Regions from separate parts of the Rattus norvegicus genome. Here region 1 is linked to region 2. The links are chromatin contacts, called in public Hi-C maps. All regions are on one chromosome and are shown on one strand. The core of a region is the stretch at or near the end of the contact, and the rest is flanking DNA. Distances in the headings are between cores, read along the strand shown. Region 1 overlaps Cdh23 (cadherin-related 23). Region 2 overlaps Psap (prosaposin).

Region 1 (3,042 bases), core at 434-2,933, 100 kb after region 2:
CCGAGGTAGGAGGATTGTCTGAGGCAGCCTGAGCTGAACATGGGATCACAATTCAAATAAAATCACAACAAATCAGACAAACAAAAAACCAGGCTGTGTTGTCCAAGGCTAGGTGGAGGATGTATCACTGCTCTAGGAGGCCACAGTCAGCGGCAGAGGCAATGCCACCTGGACTCAGAGGATGTATGGCAGTGGTAGCATGTCTCTCTGGGAAAGAGGTGGCCTCCTCTCTGATAGCTTGGACCAGACCTCCCAGGACAGCTGGAGGATCAAGGCTGGATGGCACTAGCTGTGCTCTCTGTGCTGTGGCAAGGACTTCATTGAGCGACAGGCTAAAGCAGACTCACTCCAGTGGGCTGCTGGGAATCCCTTCTCTCTCTCACCCTCTCCGGCCAAGGCCGGCATCTTAGGCTTGAAGATGGGACAGAGGGAACCTGAGGTGCTTAGCTCCTGTCTCAGAGTCAAATGATCCAGGAGCCCATCACAGAGTTGCCTGCCCCACCCATAGTAAAGCCACCCAAGTCTTCCCGAGGACTAATCTCTGGTTTTGCTGTTACCTGATCCAGAGCCTTAACTGTCTCCCGTGTCCACGGATATACCCACTCCGTGGTGTGCAGCAGGATCTGGCACTAGCTGTAATTTATATTTTGAGCCTCATCCTGACCAGACACCAGGCAAATGAATGATTCTGTCCTGTCCTCCCCGTTCATGGTTTATGCTTTACTGGTACGAAGCCTTCTTTGTTTTCCAATAGAACTGCCCTCCCTCCTGGGTTGCTCTTGTGTCTCCTCTGTATCGGGGAGGCCAGCAGCAGGCACGGTCTTGTCTGTTCTTTCCTATAACCCTGAGAGCACAGGGAGCCAGATCTTGTCCCAGCACTCACTGTACCCCACTCACTGAGGCAGCAGGTATCGGGTGTGAACTTGACCCACACTGATTTCCCAGTGTCCCCTGTGGCAGCCCTAAAGGAAGGTGGCTCTCCAAGCACGCTATGCAGGTAGGGTCACTGTGCCTTGTTCCTGCATCCTTGTGACCTCAGAGAGGGAGGGGGCATTTTTTCAGAGCACCTATACGGCCTGGGAGAAAGTGTCCTGAGACTCTGAACGTCTGAGAAGTGAGGAGAGTAGGGAAGCCTCATGTCACCCAGGGACTCCAGGATATGGACCCAAATGCATAGAAAGCAGCATTTCAGGGCCGGGAAGAAAACCAGCTTCTTCCCCGAACCATCTTTGAACAACTTTGCTCCAACTCCCTGAAACATTTTAGGCTAAATGTAGCAATGAGGCTCACTCATGACCTGCTATGATGCCCTTATTTTGGGTGGTCTATGGTTTCTGGGGGTGCCTATCCGTGAGCTGAGGGGGGCAGGTAGTAAGCAAGAATGGGGCCCTACTGCCCCATGGTGGTGGTGGGGGCTCTAACTCTTTCATAGCTAAGGTCAGAGGAAGGGACCCATTTCCTCCCTCCCTCTGCACACAGCTGCTGGACTCGTGCATGCCTCTGGCCTTCCTGGACTCTAGTCTGCTTTCTGAGCCTCTCCTGACAATTCACAGTGCCTCACACAGGGAGGCAGACGCACTCTCCTTCCTACTCTTCCTTCTCTTTCCCCTCCTGAGCTAGGAAACAGACCACAGTGGCAGGCCCAACTTTGCTGAGTTCACTCACCCTTGGAGTGAGTCGAAACATTGAAGCTGGTGAAAAAGGCCATTCATTCCCTGTCTTCCTGCCTAGCAACTGAGAGCCCCCCTCCGAGAGAGAGAGAGAGAGAGAGAGAGAGAGAGAGAGAGAGAGAGAGAGTGCTTTGTTTTTGTTTTCAGGGTCCTCCTCCCTCTGGGCCTTTTAGCCAAGGAGCCCTTTCTTCTGCCTGCTTTCTTCCAAGAGGGAAGCCTAGCCAAGAAGCCGTGAAAGCCGCTCTGTTCTGGCCTTGCTGAGCCCTGGCTCTCCCTCTCCTTGATTCCTTTCCAGGAAAGACTTACTTCTCTCTCCCCACTGCTTTGAAAGGCTCTGGAGGAGAGCAAGGTGAGCCAGGGCTCTGTCCTCAGCTAACACAGACTGGGGCCCACTCTTTCCAAAAGGGAGAAAGGGTCATTTTTCTTGATGCGCAAGCCACTTCCAGCCCGCCTTGGACCCCTGCTGCCCCCACCACTTATGTCGTGAAGCTACTGAGCCAGTGCCCTCAGGGGTGAGCGGAGCCCTGTCTGGTGCTAGCCTGCCACCTACCTGCACAATGCTGTGGCCCTCGGGGATGTCTTCTGGGACACTGGCCTCATAGCTGCTTTGCAGGAAGATGGGCCGGTTGTCGTTCACATCCAGAACTGTGACAAACACGGTGGCCGTACCTGTGCGCCGCTTGCCTACAGGGCCATTGTCTGTGGGAGGTGAGGGAGAACAGGCATTAGAAGCTATGTCCTCCAGGCCATCAGTCAGAGTTACACTGTCCTACACCAGCCTCAAGGGATGGCGGCTCACCGCCCTTCGAGATCAACACTAACGATACCCCAGGGCTGACATCATGCCACCTCCTGGCAGTGACTTATCTGGTTCATTCAGCCCTCACAACAACCTAGGGAACCAGGCAGGATTCTCCTTCCCAACACACAGCTGAGCTAACCAAGGCCCTAAAGAAGGCGGGGTGAGCGGTTGAATCTTCAGAGCTTATGCGCACGATTCATTTCATAAAAGGGGCTTTGGAGACACAATTAAGTCGAAGATCTTGAAGGGAGGTCAGCCCTCCTACCCATTTAACCAGTGATTAAGTGACTTAGAAGAAGACACTGTACTCGGATCACAGCGTGTGCCTCATGGGAGGCTAAGGCAGGAGGATTATTAGGAACCAGTTATCTGAGTGCCGTCTGTCTCAAAAAACCACCACCACTGAAGAGAAGGTCAGGTGAGGTGGGGCCGTTCTTCCCCGAGGCTGTGGAGGAAATGGCTCTGCTAATACCTAGAACCAGAGGTGCCACATCTGTGCTTTTTTATGCCATACCCCTCAAAGGCAGTGACTTCTGCAGAGCAGGACAGAGCCAGGCGGGCACGGCTGAG
Region 2 (3,072 bases), core at 444-2,943:
CCACCCTGTTTGTCACTTAGGATAACTGAAGCTGGAATTCCCCAGCCAAAGCCCGGCAGCTGTCCTGAGGCTGGAGTTTGCTCTGTGTAGCCCTTAGGAAGGCCAGAAAGCTCTGATCAGCTCTGGGTGTAGAGGCCCTTCATGAGGACAGTTTCCAGCATGCTGCTACAGTGCATGCCTGTCCCTTCAGGGCTGGACTAGCTCTAGGCCCCATCCACATCTCACTGCCAGGCCAGGCTGCTGTTGTCCTTAACTGAGATGACATCCCTGGGTCAGGTTAACTGCTTGATGGTTGTTTTAATTTCTCTTAACTGCTGTGTCCTTTCCTTTTTCTTATTGTCTCCTCCGATTTCCTGTTTTTTTTGTTCAACAGCAGGATCAGGTATGTGACAGAATTCGCTTGTGGTAGTGGTCTGCTGCTTCTAGTTGTCGGCTCTTCCTCTTTTTTTTTTTTTTTTTTGTTATTTTGTTTTGTTTTGTTTTTGCTTTTATTTTTTTATTTTTGGTCTGGTCTGGTGAGCTCTGACGGGTACCGTGAAGGGTCTCTCCATATGTCCTTTCCCTCAGGTTGAGCACTTCAGGTGTAGCTACCACATAGCACTCACCTGTCACCAGGGTGGTGGTGGCGGGATCTTAGCTTCCTTGAGTGAAGGCCAGACCCCTGGCAGAACACCTTGTATCTCTCACAGTGCGTGGCATTGCATGACTTAGTGCTGTTCCCCTAACCCAGTGCTTCTGCATGAGCCAACTAGGTGCAGATAGTCCCTGGCCTACTGGATGGAGAGCCTTGTACACGGCCTCTCAGCTGTGGCTTCTACCTTTAGAGGATGGGTCTTGGGGCACCTAGAGCCTCATGGATGGCATGCTGTGGGAATCAGTGTTCACACTGGCCGAGCCATTGCCCCTGCGGATCTGTTCTGAGTCCTGCATCCAGGCTCTCAGGCTTGAGTTCTAGATGCTGGGAGGCATTTGAATCTCACAGGGGCGGACTTAGATGGAAATGCCTGAATTTTCACTTATGCTGTGCTTCAGAGAGATAGGCCCCCTGAGTCTTCCCCCCCCCCCCCCAAAAAAAAAAGGTTTTATACCTTTATTCTCGCTCTGACATCTATCTCCCAATCTTAAGATGCGTTAAAGACAGAGTTTAGGACATCTGCCCTCAGCTGTTCGTGGTCTTGTTCTCAGCATCCCTGCTCCCGTGCTGGGTTCAGCTGAGGGCTGGCTGCAGTTGGTTCACACAGTACTCAGGGTCTGCGGACGGGGCTTGCTCTTGGCTTTCACAGTGTGATGGTCAGAAGAGGGGATCTGTGTGAAGCCCTTGTGATGAGGTGCCTCGTGAGCTCGGGTCCTGGGCTCTCACATGTGCTGTGTACAGTTGTGAACACAGAACATGACTTTAGGGAAAGCGGCCTTTCTTCCCCCTTAGTGTACCATTTTAAAACAGGGCTGTGTGCCCACGTGGTTTTGATTCTGACATGGTCACGTTGGGCTTTCGGTGAGATCACGGGCCATGTAGTCCCCATCCAGAGAGCTTACTTCTGACAGTGAGCCATGCTACGGTGGCCCTGACAGTACCAGAGGCTGCCTGAGGGGGCATACGTGTGCTGATCTTGATTTAGTTGGAGCTCTTTGGCTTGAGTCCGAGAGCTCAGCCAGCCTGAGTGGGAAGAGTGAGCTTTACCCGAGGACCTTAGTGTGCTGCCCACAGGGTTTGAGGGCAGCACACAGGCTAACAGAGGCTGTGCTTTCCTCAGCAACCCAAGGAAATCTGTGTGATGGTTGGCTTCTGTGATGAGGTCAAGAGAGTGCCAATGAGGACTCTGGTCCCCGCCACTGAGGCCATCAAGAATATCCTCCCTGCCCTGGAGCTGACGGACCCCTATGAGGTACCTTCTGTTGCTGTTCTCTGCTGACTGGAACTGATACCCTCCCCTTCCGTGTTGTCACGTCCTCTCTGGGCCCTGCCTGCCTTTGGAATGTATTTCAAGCTGAGACCTGGAGCAGTTCTGAGTGCCCATAATCTAGTTCCCAGCCCCATGCTTTTGGGGAACGCTTATTCTTCAACAGACCCTGCCAGCTCCAGGCTCCACATGTGCTTCCTGGGTCTTGTCTCTCAGAGCCACAGCACAGACTGGAGGCTCCCAGAACACATGCTGAGGCTGTGTACACATGCCTGTGTGGGTGTACATAGGCAGTACTGTGTCCTTAGAGCCTTCCTTGGCTAGGGTATGCTACCTATTCCATAATGGATCTCCATTGAATATACTTGGGTCAGGTAGTATTCTGGTATCCCTGTGTTCCTGGGATATAAGTGTCTGTTCAGGACCTGAAGCCTTCACACAAAGAAAGCTATGTGCATTCTTCTGGTTCAAGAATGCTCATGGTGTCTGGCCACCAGCTTTCTTCTGTTCCATCTCCTGGACACACTACTCTGGTTCTAGGACACCCATGGCTTCTGGCCATCAGCCATCCTGTTCTGTTTCCCTTGTCCTCAGTGCATAGCAGCATGAAAGGGTAAGGCTTCTGATGGAGTAAGAGAGTTTGTTCTCTCCGTGAACACCAGATGGGGAGAAGGCAGAGTCGTTAGGATTAGAGGTTCTGGTCTTCCTAAGACAGCAGAGACAGGAGACATAGGTATGGAGGTTTCCTCCAGAACCACATTGCTCGGGGTGGACTCCAAGCAATAGTTTCAGGTGCAGTGAGATTTCAGGACTGAGTCCTCGAAAGGTAGATACACCGCCTGCCATCTACGTGATCACAGGGTGGCAAAGTGTGAAAAGCCCAGGGGACAGCTGTGTCAACACTTGATGCAGTATGGGACTAGGGTGGTTTTGGGTGTATAGGGACTGTAGAAGGTGAAGGAAAGGGGCGGGCTTCCCGCCATGTAGATCAGGGATTGCACCTTGGCACTGAGGAAGCTGCCCTCACCTTGCATTTACAAGGCAGTGGCCTTGGATGGAAGACTCTTGGTCCTGTCCTTTTTGCTATTCTGTGATAAGAGCATGCCTGAGGGGTCAGGTCCCAGTCTTAAAACACTCTCGTCTTTCACAGCAGGATGTGATCCAGGCCCAA

What was found. Hi-C and Micro-C count contacts between places; a contact is called where the count stands out from the background.
Region 1: a Hi-C map of Schwann cells shows a contact between it and region 2, with 3 times the contacts expected there. The contact joins two enhancer-like sites. A contact is called at or near these places in 12 of 12 Hi-C or Micro-C datasets (the A7r5 cell line, the Rat2 cell line, Schwann cells and 7 more) and 1 of 1 datasets of contacts at active chromatin or transcription factors (oligodendrocytes).

What each region holds. Positions count from the first base shown.
Region 1 is chr20:28,880,033-28,883,074 of GRCr8, forward strand. It overlaps Cdh23 (cadherin-related 23), which reads right to left. Exons shown (of 68, transcript NM_053644.2): 27 at 2,221-2,369. C20h10orf105 (similar to human chromosome 10 open reading frame 105) reads left to right here. Exons shown (of 2, transcript NM_001399673.1): 2 at 1-88. Among named protein-coding and RNA genes, the nearest start is that of C20h10orf105, 5.0 kb to the left of the region's middle. Within about 2 kb of position 1,684, at least 53 of the 93 cell types and tissues checked have an H3K27ac peak or open chromatin away from gene starts, as enhancers often do. A contact at or near this core is called in Schwann cells, where this site is marked.
Region 2 is chr20:28,777,363-28,780,434 of GRCr8, forward strand. It overlaps Psap (prosaposin), which reads left to right. Exons shown (of 14, transcript NM_013013.2): 8 at 1,755-1,886; 9 at 3,052-3,072. Among named protein-coding and RNA genes, the nearest start is that of Psap, 22 kb to the left of the region's middle. Within about 2 kb of position 1,694, at least 28 of the 93 cell types and tissues checked have an H3K27ac peak or open chromatin away from gene starts, as enhancers often do. A contact at or near this core is called in Schwann cells, where this site is marked.